3 separate regions of the Mus musculus genome follow, and regions 1 and 3 are each linked to region 2. A link is a contact called in public Hi-C and promoter capture Hi-C data. All regions are on one chromosome and are shown on one strand. Each heading gives the region's core, a stretch centred on a gene start, on an enhancer-like site or on the middle of the called end of the contact. The rest is flanking DNA. Distances are from core to core; before and after follow the strand shown. Region 1 holds the start of Rab11fip3 (RAB11 family interacting protein 3 (class II)). Region 2 holds the start of Mapk14 (mitogen-activated protein kinase 14). Region 3 holds the start of Dusp1 (dual specificity phosphatase 1).

Region 1 (2,975 bases), core at 52-2,551, 2.6 Mb after region 2:
CATTGCTTGGTCTGAGCCAGGAGGTGTGCATTCTCTACACACTGGTTCTATTTGGGCACACAAATGCTGGAAGTCATAAATATTTTTCTTAGTTTTGGCACACAACAGGAACACCTGGCTCCTCAGAAAACTGATCTTGACTGAGAACACCAAAGGACAGGTGGATACTTACCATGACACACTAAATAGAAAGGTTGGCACTCACTGGAACTGCATGTGAGAATGTTTGTCAGTCAAAGGGAATTTCCAGTCCTTGCATTAGATAGAGGGGACTTTATTCTTTCAATATATATATTCCTCACAAAAGCATTCAGTTCTTACAGGAAAATAGGACTACATTTTAGGGAGGGAGCACATCACCTTCCTTTTTCCCAGCTGCTGGAAGTCTCCTATAATATGCTGGGAGTTTTGCTTGGGGATGACTCAGTAGATTAGCTGGCTGTACACCTGGAAACGGAGTTCAGTTTTCAGCTTTTGCCAAAACTGCTTATGAAACCATACTTGTCCATGGTGCCCACGAGTGTACAATTGGTTCATAGTTTCCCCTGGCTAAATGGCTAAATTTAGTTCTTGACTAGATGCACCTCATTGCTTCCAACTGGCTTAGTCAACTGCTCCGCATCTCTGAGCACGACCCTTTGATGATGATAACGGCATTAGTTAGCAATAAAGAGATAAGCGCTGTTTATGTAATTTAAAAACATGTTCAGAGCAGGGTTGTTTGGGCCAGTCTACAATCCATGGCGGCAGGATTAGGAGTTAAAGGTAGCGTGGGCTGCACAAGTTCCTGTTTCAAAAAGATACCAAACAACATATCAAAGTAAAACAACATCTGTGCCTCTTTATTTTACTGTGCGCTCCTGTGGATGAATGTGTGAGCCCCTTAGATCCTGTCCTTGTGTGAGAGACTTTGGATAATTCCTTACCTGGTGGGGCAATTCGAGCGCTCCTTCGCTCCTACTTGCTGCCAATTAATATTCTGGTTTGTACCACCAGTTTGTGAAGGAGTCACACAGAAGGGACTAGCGGCTTCTTTTGGGATATGCGAATGTTTTGTTCCCGTTCAGCAATAGTTTTCCAAAACCTATTCTCGGGCGCCTCTTCCTGCGACAGAACACTTCACTCATCCCACTCGCGCAAATCGTACGGAAAACTCGAATTGGGCAGAGCACCGTCGCCCCTAAGCTGTGCCCTCTTCGAACTCACCTTTATAGCAATCCATGGGGGCGTGATCAGGTTACACGGCGTGCTGACGTCACGCGCGACGGAGGGCGGGCCGGCGCCGGCGCCGGCGTCCCTCACTGGGTTCCTAAGCTCAGGCGCTCTGGCTTCATCCTCCGCTGCCCGGCCGGTGCCTGTCTCCCACCGTCCACTCCCCGCCACTGGGTCCTTACATCATCCGGACTGTGCCGCTGCCATGGGCCCGCGCCAGCCGCGCTGCGGGGCCGGGAGCCGCTAAGGTGCGGTGCGAAGATGGGCGAGGGCGGAGCAGGGCCCGAGCGCCAGCCTCAGCAGTCCGGGCGCCCCGCGCGCGCCCGCCCGCGTCGCCGCGGGGATGCCCGCGCCCGCCGCCGCGCCCTGAGCGCCTTTGTCTGCCTTCCGCGCCTTTCGTATCATCCCTAGTTTAGCCGGCGCCGGATCATGGAGCTGTGCCAGCCGACCTCCCTGTCAGACCACGACCAGCCAGCGTCTGGGCCCCAGCGTGGGGTCATGGGGCTGGTGGGGCCCGACGCTCCTCGCGGCTGGTCAGAAGAGCCCGAGGAACACGCCCAGCTTCAACGGTGGCCAGAGGGACCCAACGCGCCAATCTGCTGGCCCGAGGAGGTAGAGGAGCCTCACGCTCCTAGTCGCTGGGCCAAAGAGCCCAATGCCCCTCGCTGCTCGTCCCAGGAGCCCGATGAATCCTGTCACTTGGCAGAGGAGCTGGAGGAATCCGACTCCCCTCGCTGCTGGCCCCAGGAGCCAGACACACCGTGCCACTTGGCCAAGGAGTTGGAGGAACCCGACGCCCCTCGCTGCCTGCCCCAGGAGCCCGACACACCGTGCTACTTGGCCAAAGAGCTAGAGGAACCCAACATCCCTCGGTGCTGGCCCCAGGAGCCCGACGTGCCGTGCCACTTGGCCAAGGAGCTAGAGGAACCCGACGCCCCTCGCTGCTGGCCCCAGGAACCAGACGCATTCTGTCACTTGCTCAAGGAGGTGGAGGAACCTGATGCCCTTCGCTGCTGGCTTCAAGGGCCAGACGCACCGTGCCACTTGGCCAAGGAACTGGAGGACCTCGACTCCCCTCGCTGCTGGCCCCAGGAGCCCGACGAATCCTGTCACTTGGCTAAGGAGCTGGAGGAACCAGACGCACCGTGCCACTTAGCCAAAGAGCTGGAGGAACCCGACGCCCCTCGCTGCTGGCCCCAGGAGCCCGACGTGCCCTGTCTCTTGGCCAAAAAGTGGGAGGAATCCGACGCACCGTGCCTCTTGACGGAGGAGCTGGAAGAGCCTGACGCCCTTCACTGCTGGCCCCAGGAGTCAGAGGCACCGTGTTTGTTGGCCAAGGAGCTAGAAGAGCCTGATGCCTCTCACAGCTGTCCTCAGGAGGCGGACACAGGGTGCCTCTCGGCCAAGGAGCCAGAGGAGCCTGATGTCTCTCACCTGTGGCAGGGGGTACCCGATGCACCGTGCCTCTTGGTCAAGGAACCAGAGGAGGCCGATGCACTTCACTGTTGTTGGCCCGAGGAATCCGAGGAGCCGGATGCTCTCAACCCACCGTGTTTCTGGGCCAATGAACCAGACGAGCCCGATCCATCACGATGTTGGTCAGAGGAGCCCCAGGTGCTGTGCCTCTGGCCGGAGGAGCAGAACACAAAGCGGTGCTGGCAGGAAGAGCCCGATGCACCCTGCTTCTGGCCCGAGGATCGAGAGGAACCCATAGTTTCGTGTCTTCAATTTAAAGAGCCAGAGAAGCCCAAAGTCCGGAGCAG
Region 2 (2,843 bases), core at 254-2,753:
CATCGTTTCCTATGTTCCAGGATCTCCCGAAAACCACCACGTACCTCGGTACTTACAAGCTGATAAAACTCCGCAAATCTTCTAAGGGACTTAAAAAAAAGAAAAGCACCCCCATGAATTACTTCAATTAAAAGCTATCTACACCTCCAGCTCTAGTCCTACCTTCTTGATCTTGAGGGGCGCCCCTCTGCTCGGTATGGAAAACTGTTTTGTCAAACAATACTGAAATGAGCAGTGGTATGTGACTAAGCGGCGAGCTGGAGCGTCCTTGCAAGGCGCTGCCACCCTCCCTCCCCGAAAAGGAAATACGCTTTCAACCGAATCGGAAACACACCACGCAAGCTGGCACCGTGGTCCCCGAGATAAAGTCGGTATTTTAAGCTCTTCGGGGTGCTGCTAATTCAAGTGCGAATCCCAAAGGAACGTTTCCTGAGACAGGATTTTTCGATGGAGGCTTGCAAAAATGGGAAAAGGGGGAGAAAAAAGGAAAAAAAAAAAAATTCCGGGAAAGGAGCGCTTTCTCTTGCAAGTTTCGTTCAGGTGACCGCAGTCCCCGGGTCAGGCTTTGCCCTACAGCTCCTCGCTGGAGCTCCGCCCAGCTCGTCTGCTCCCCGGGGCAGGGCTCCCGCGTCCCGAGTGGCGGTACCCGGAGGCAGGGTCCTGAGGCCGCGCTGCAGCAGAGGACCCCCGGGAGGGCCAGTCTTGGGAGCAGGGAGAGCGCAGGGTAGAGAAGCATCCCACCGCGTCCGCAGCTGACCCGCTCCCGCACACGGCTCGCCCCCGACCTGCGTATGCAGGGCGAGGGGTGCAGGACACGTCCCGCTCCAGCTGCCCCCTGCACCCCCAGACACGCCCGGAGGAGAATTCCTGCCGCTGGGCGCATCGCTGAGCTGTGGGGACAGGCCTGGCCCTCAGGCATGCAGGGCCACCCTGCTTGCTCCACCGCGTCCCCCCACCCCACCCCTAACCCGAGGCCCGGCGACACTCACCACACCGAGCCATAGGCGCCCGAGCCCACCGGGGACAGGTTCTGGTATCGTTCGGGCACCTCCCAGATGGTCTTGTTCAGCTCCTGCCGGTAGAACGTGGGCCTCTCCTGCGACATCTTCCAGCGGCAGCAGCGGGGCGAGGAGGTGGCCGAGCGGGGGCTCCTGCCTGCAGCCGCACGCTCTCCTCTGCGCCCGCCCGCGGCAGACCGGACCCCGCGCCCGCCACCCGCGCAGGTGTGGAGGCTGCGACCCGCCGCCCCTGTCAGCCGCGGCGGCTCCTACGAGCGTCGGCAAGGTGCCGGAGCCGGCTGCACGGCTCGAGGCTGCTCCCGCCGCGGTCCTCCTGCAGCCGCTCCCCGGGGAGGGAGCGCACGCCGACGCCGCAAGACACCCGCTCGCGCTTCAGCGCCCCGCTTGGGCTCCAGTGGCGGCGATCCCACAGGCAGCGGCCGGGAGCCTCTCGCGGAACTCTCGCGAGAACAGCTCCAAGGAGGCCCCGCTCTGAATCCAGATCTTACCCAATATGGAACCTGCCCACGGGGCGGGGGGTCGCGAGAAGAGCGCGCAGGGCCGGCAGATCTCGCGAGAAGAGGGACGCGGCTTGGGGAGCCGAGGCAGGAACTCTCGGGGACTGGGCTCCCCGGGGCGCCAAGGGTGGAGGCCGCAGCGCGGGGCGCGCGCGCCTCTCTGTGGTCGCACGGGCGAATGCCTGGCGCCATGGCGGAAAGCCGCTGTGACAGCGTCGGGGAAGAGAGCCAAATGATCTTTGAACTCCGAGCAACCTGCTCACTAGAGTCGTCAATTTCCAAGAACAACTTGAAAGAACAGACAGGCCCTGTCCAGAAAGCTGTCGCATTCCGGTCTGCTCAAGGACAAGTGGCTCACCTCGGGATGCTGGTGAAACCTGCCCCCTAGGCAAATATTAGTCTTGCCTCAAAGCCCAGGCTCTCCCTCCAGGCGCTCCTACATGTTTTCAGGCAGAAGTGGCAGAAGGAGGTTCCAGGGACCCACAGGGAGTTCCAATGCACGAGGTCAGAGGTAGACATCATGAATGGCCACTTCCAGGCTGGGGACCAGCATTTGCAAGGCCCTGGGTTCAATACCCACTACTGGAAGGGGAAGGTACACACACACACTGCAAGTAGGTCATTCCATTTCAGGAAGGTCTTCTCATTTATTTATTTATATTTACACCACCTGCAATTCCGGCATTTGGAAAGACCAGAAAACCCTTCATATACATGCATACATATATATCTATTTACACAGCCTGTAATTCCAGCATTTAGAAAGACCAGGAGACCCTTTCATACTATTTATTTATATGTACAGAACCTGTAATTCCAGCATTTGAAAAGACCAAGAGACCTTTCTCTTATTTATTTATTTATACACAACCTGTAATTCCAGCATTTGGAAAGACCAGGGGACCCTTCTTATTTATTTATTTGTTTATTTATTTATTTGTTTATTTGTATTTACAAATCCTGTAATTCTAGCATTTGGAAAAACCAGGAGACCAAGCCTCTGCTGTGTAGTGATGAGACCGTATGTGCAACACCCCAAAAACCATCACTCGGGTTTGAGACCGACTCTTGCCCTTTAGAGCCATCCAAAGTTTAGAAATTTAAAAGAAAATTGGGGGGTGGGTATTAAAGACTTAATTCATGCCTCTGAGAGTATGGAGAACTACTAGGGCGAGCATTCTGACCGCATCTCATTTAGGTAAGTCTGTTGAGCTTTCTTAGGCCCTGGTTCTAGTCTCTACAAGATCAATGCGACCCTGCATTCCCACCTAGTGGAATCTTCCGTAGAAGCCGAGAAAGCTAATAAAAGTGAATGGGGAAAGTTAGA
Region 3 (2,947 bases), core at 142-2,641, 2.2 Mb after region 2:
GTGGTGTTATCTGAAGATTTCTTTGCTGTTCTTTTAGGATCAATGCTCAAAGGAATGTAAAAACGCCCTTTAAAAATAACGTATTCTGAATTTACAGAAGAATCTAGGCAGAGCGCAAGAGCTAAGAGAGGCCAAAGCGGACGTTGCTGGGCAAAGACACATGGTAGTAAGACACCTCCCCTTGCAAAGAGGAAGAAACCGCAGAATGTTCCTGACTCGGCACCCCTTCAGAGTGGTGCAATGTTTATGTTTGTGTATCCAACTCCGTGGTGTTGCGGCGGACTCACTGCCTACCCTGTAGTCATGGAGTTTTGTGGAAGGACACACACACACACACCATTTCGGTCTTCCCAGGTGTGATGAGTACAGTTTGTCCCACAGAGTGGCGGATTCAAGGCTCTTGGCCCTGAGTCCTTGGTGTGCTCAGCTTCTGTTCAGTGGAGATGAAAGGCACGAGGGCAGATGCCTTTAATCCTTAGTAAGTCAGGGACAGGAGGATCTCTATGAGTTCAAGACTAGCCAGAGCTACACAGCAAGATCCTCTCTGAAACAAACAAAACAAAACAAAAGAAAGTTGTGTTGGGGGACAGAGGAGCAGCGGCTAGCAGCATCCTCTTGATGCCACGCGACGACAATGTTCTGGGCCGTCCCTAGGCGGCGCTGTGGAGCTCTACCCAAGTCTCCCCCACCCCACCCCCCCAACCCCAATGTTAAACCTGGGCTCCAAAGATCTTGCAACCCTCCTCCCTTTGCTCCAAGTAAGTCCTCTAGGGACCACCGCGGTAAAGATAACACTCCGGGGTGGGGGGTGGGAACTAACTGGAAGCATTCCCTTGTTCAGCGTAAAACTTTTAAAGTGACATTCAAGAAGGACGTCTCAACTCTCGCCATTTGTCCTCGGTATAGCCAGAGGGCTATAGACCGAATTAGTCATCTCTCACTACCCACTCCCCTTTCCCGCTCAGCTCGCCACGCCCACCACTCCAGCAGCCAGAGCCGGGCCAGCTGAGAACGTGATACCAGGAGTGGCCCCGCTCGTTCGGCGGAGACCCGCGGAGGGGAGCAGGGCAGGTGTCCTCAGGCCGCGCGTCCTGGCCACCCGGGCTGGCAGCGCGCCGTCCTGCCTGCGAGCCCAGAGGACAGGAGGGTGGGGGCCGGGCTGCGAGCCAGCGCTCAGAGCCGAGAGGCTCCTAGGCCGATGACGTCTTTGCTTTTGGCTTTGGCGGCGCCAAGCTCGGTAGGGCGGGTGACGTCACCGCCCGGTCACGTGTCTGCCATTCAAACAAACAAACCGTTCTCCCCCACCCCCACCCCACCCCCCGCTTCTGTGCCGCGCCCGGGACCGCCCCCGAGAGGCTACATAAAACCGCGCTCCGTCGGACGAGCGCGCAGTGAAGGACTGGCGGGAGGAAAGCGCGGTGAAGCCAGATTAGGAGCAGCGAGCACTTGGGGACTTAGGGCCACAGGACACCGCACAAGATCGACCGACTTTTTCTGGAGAACCGCAGAACGGGCACGCTGGGGTCGCTGGGGCTGGCCATGGTGATGGAGGTGGGCATCCTGGACGCCGGGGGGCTGCGCGCGCTGCTGCGAGAGGGCGCCGCGCAGTGCCTGTTGTTGGATTGTCGCTCCTTCTTCGCTTTCAACGCCGGCCACATCGCGGGCTCAGTGAACGTGCGCTTCAGCACCATCGTGCGGCGCCGCGCCAAGGGCGCCATGGGCCTGGAGCATATCGTGCCCAACGCTGAACTGCGTGGCCGCCTGCTGGCCGGAGCCTACCACGCCGTGGTGCTGCTGGACGAGCGCAGCGCCTCCCTGGACGGCGCCAAGCGCGACGGCACCCTGGCCCTGGCCGCGGGCGCGCTCTGCCGAGAGGCGCGCTCCACTCAAGTCTTCTTTCTCCAAGGTACGCTCTAGCTCTGGCAGGACTTATGCCATCAGCTAGGGAAGGGGCGTCCCACCTGGAGTATGGGGGCGCCGGCGTCCAGTCTCCAGGGGCTTGTCAGTGGCTTTGTTTCACTCCCATAACAAAGACTTCCTTAAGCCTTCCTTGTAAACTCGCAGCCCCTGGTGGGTGAGTGGCTTGTCTCCAGGTACTGTGTCGGTGGTGCTAATGAGAAAATATGTACCTTTGTATTCTCAGGAGGATATGAAGCGTTTTCGGCTTCCTGCCCTGAGCTGTGCAGCAAACAGTCCACCCCCACGGGGCTCAGCCTCCCCCTGAGTACTAGTGTGCCTGACAGTGCAGAATCCGGATGCAGCTCCTGTAGTACCCCTCTCTACGATCAGGTTAGTAGGAGTCCGGGTCCATGCAGGGCAGGGAGGTGGCAGAGCTGGCAGAGGTCTAGGAGGATTGTGCCAGGAGGATATAGAAAGCGGCTGCAGCTTTATTTATACTAGCGGGGACACGAGGATCTTTAGTCCATCATGAAGCAATTGGATGGAGCTGAGTCTCCCAGTTGCTGGCACGGAAGAGCTTGTTGGCTCTGTCCAGGCCAATGGGCTTGATTCTTTACGAATATTTTAATATGTCAACAGCAGTGCTGAGGTCACCAGTTTCAGAAACTCCCGTTTTCAGCGGGGAGTTTTTGTGGGCATGGGTACTGGTGCTCACGCTGGACGAGCTTGACGAATGCTGGACTGTTTTTTTGACTTCAGGGGGGCCCAGTGGAGATCCTGTCCTTCCTGTACCTGGGCAGTGCCTATCACGCTTCTCGGAAGGATATGCTTGACGCCTTGGGCATCACCGCCTTGATCAACGTCTCAGCCAATTGTCCTAACCACTTTGAGGGTCACTACCAGTACAAGAGCATCCCTGTGGAGGACAACCACAAGGCAGACATCAGCTCCTGGTTCAACGAGGCTATTGACTTCATAGGTAAATGGAATAACTATCTGGAACCTCTGCTTCTGTCCCTACTGTAGCCACTGAGCCCAGTCTTTTGGG

What was found. Hi-C and Micro-C count contacts between places; a contact is called where the count stands out from the background. Capture Hi-C pulls out chosen DNA fragments and counts their contacts.
Region 1: a promoter capture Hi-C map of liver shows a contact between it and region 2, with 2.3 times the contacts expected there. The contact joins the promoter of Rab11fip3 here to the promoter of Mapk14 in region 2.
Region 3: a contact with region 2 is called in a Hi-C map of CD4 T cells, with 5 times the contacts expected there. The contact joins the promoter of Dusp1 here to the promoter of Mapk14 in region 2. A contact is called at or near these places in 1 of 39 promoter capture datasets (pre-B cells) and 1 of 484 Hi-C or Micro-C datasets (CD4 T cells).

What each region holds. Positions count from the first base shown.
Region 1 is chr17:26,067,844-26,070,818 of GRCm38.p6, reverse strand. It overlaps Rab11fip3 (RAB11 family interacting protein 3 (class II)), which reads left to right and starts at 1,301. Exons shown (of 14, transcript NM_001162868.2): 1 at 1,301-2,975. The coding sequence starts at 1,642.
Region 2 is chr17:28,690,002-28,692,844 of GRCm38.p6, reverse strand. It overlaps Mapk14 (mitogen-activated protein kinase 14), which reads right to left and starts at 1,503. Exons shown (of 12, transcript NM_011951.3): 1 at 990-1,503. The coding sequence starts at 1,105. It also overlaps a transcript of Slc26a8 not described here.
Region 3 is chr17:26,506,916-26,509,862 of GRCm38.p6, reverse strand. Dusp1 (dual specificity phosphatase 1) reads left to right here and starts at 1,391. Exons shown (of 4, transcript NM_013642.3): 1 at 1,391-1,906; 2 at 2,144-2,289; 3 at 2,659-2,878. The coding sequence starts at 1,540.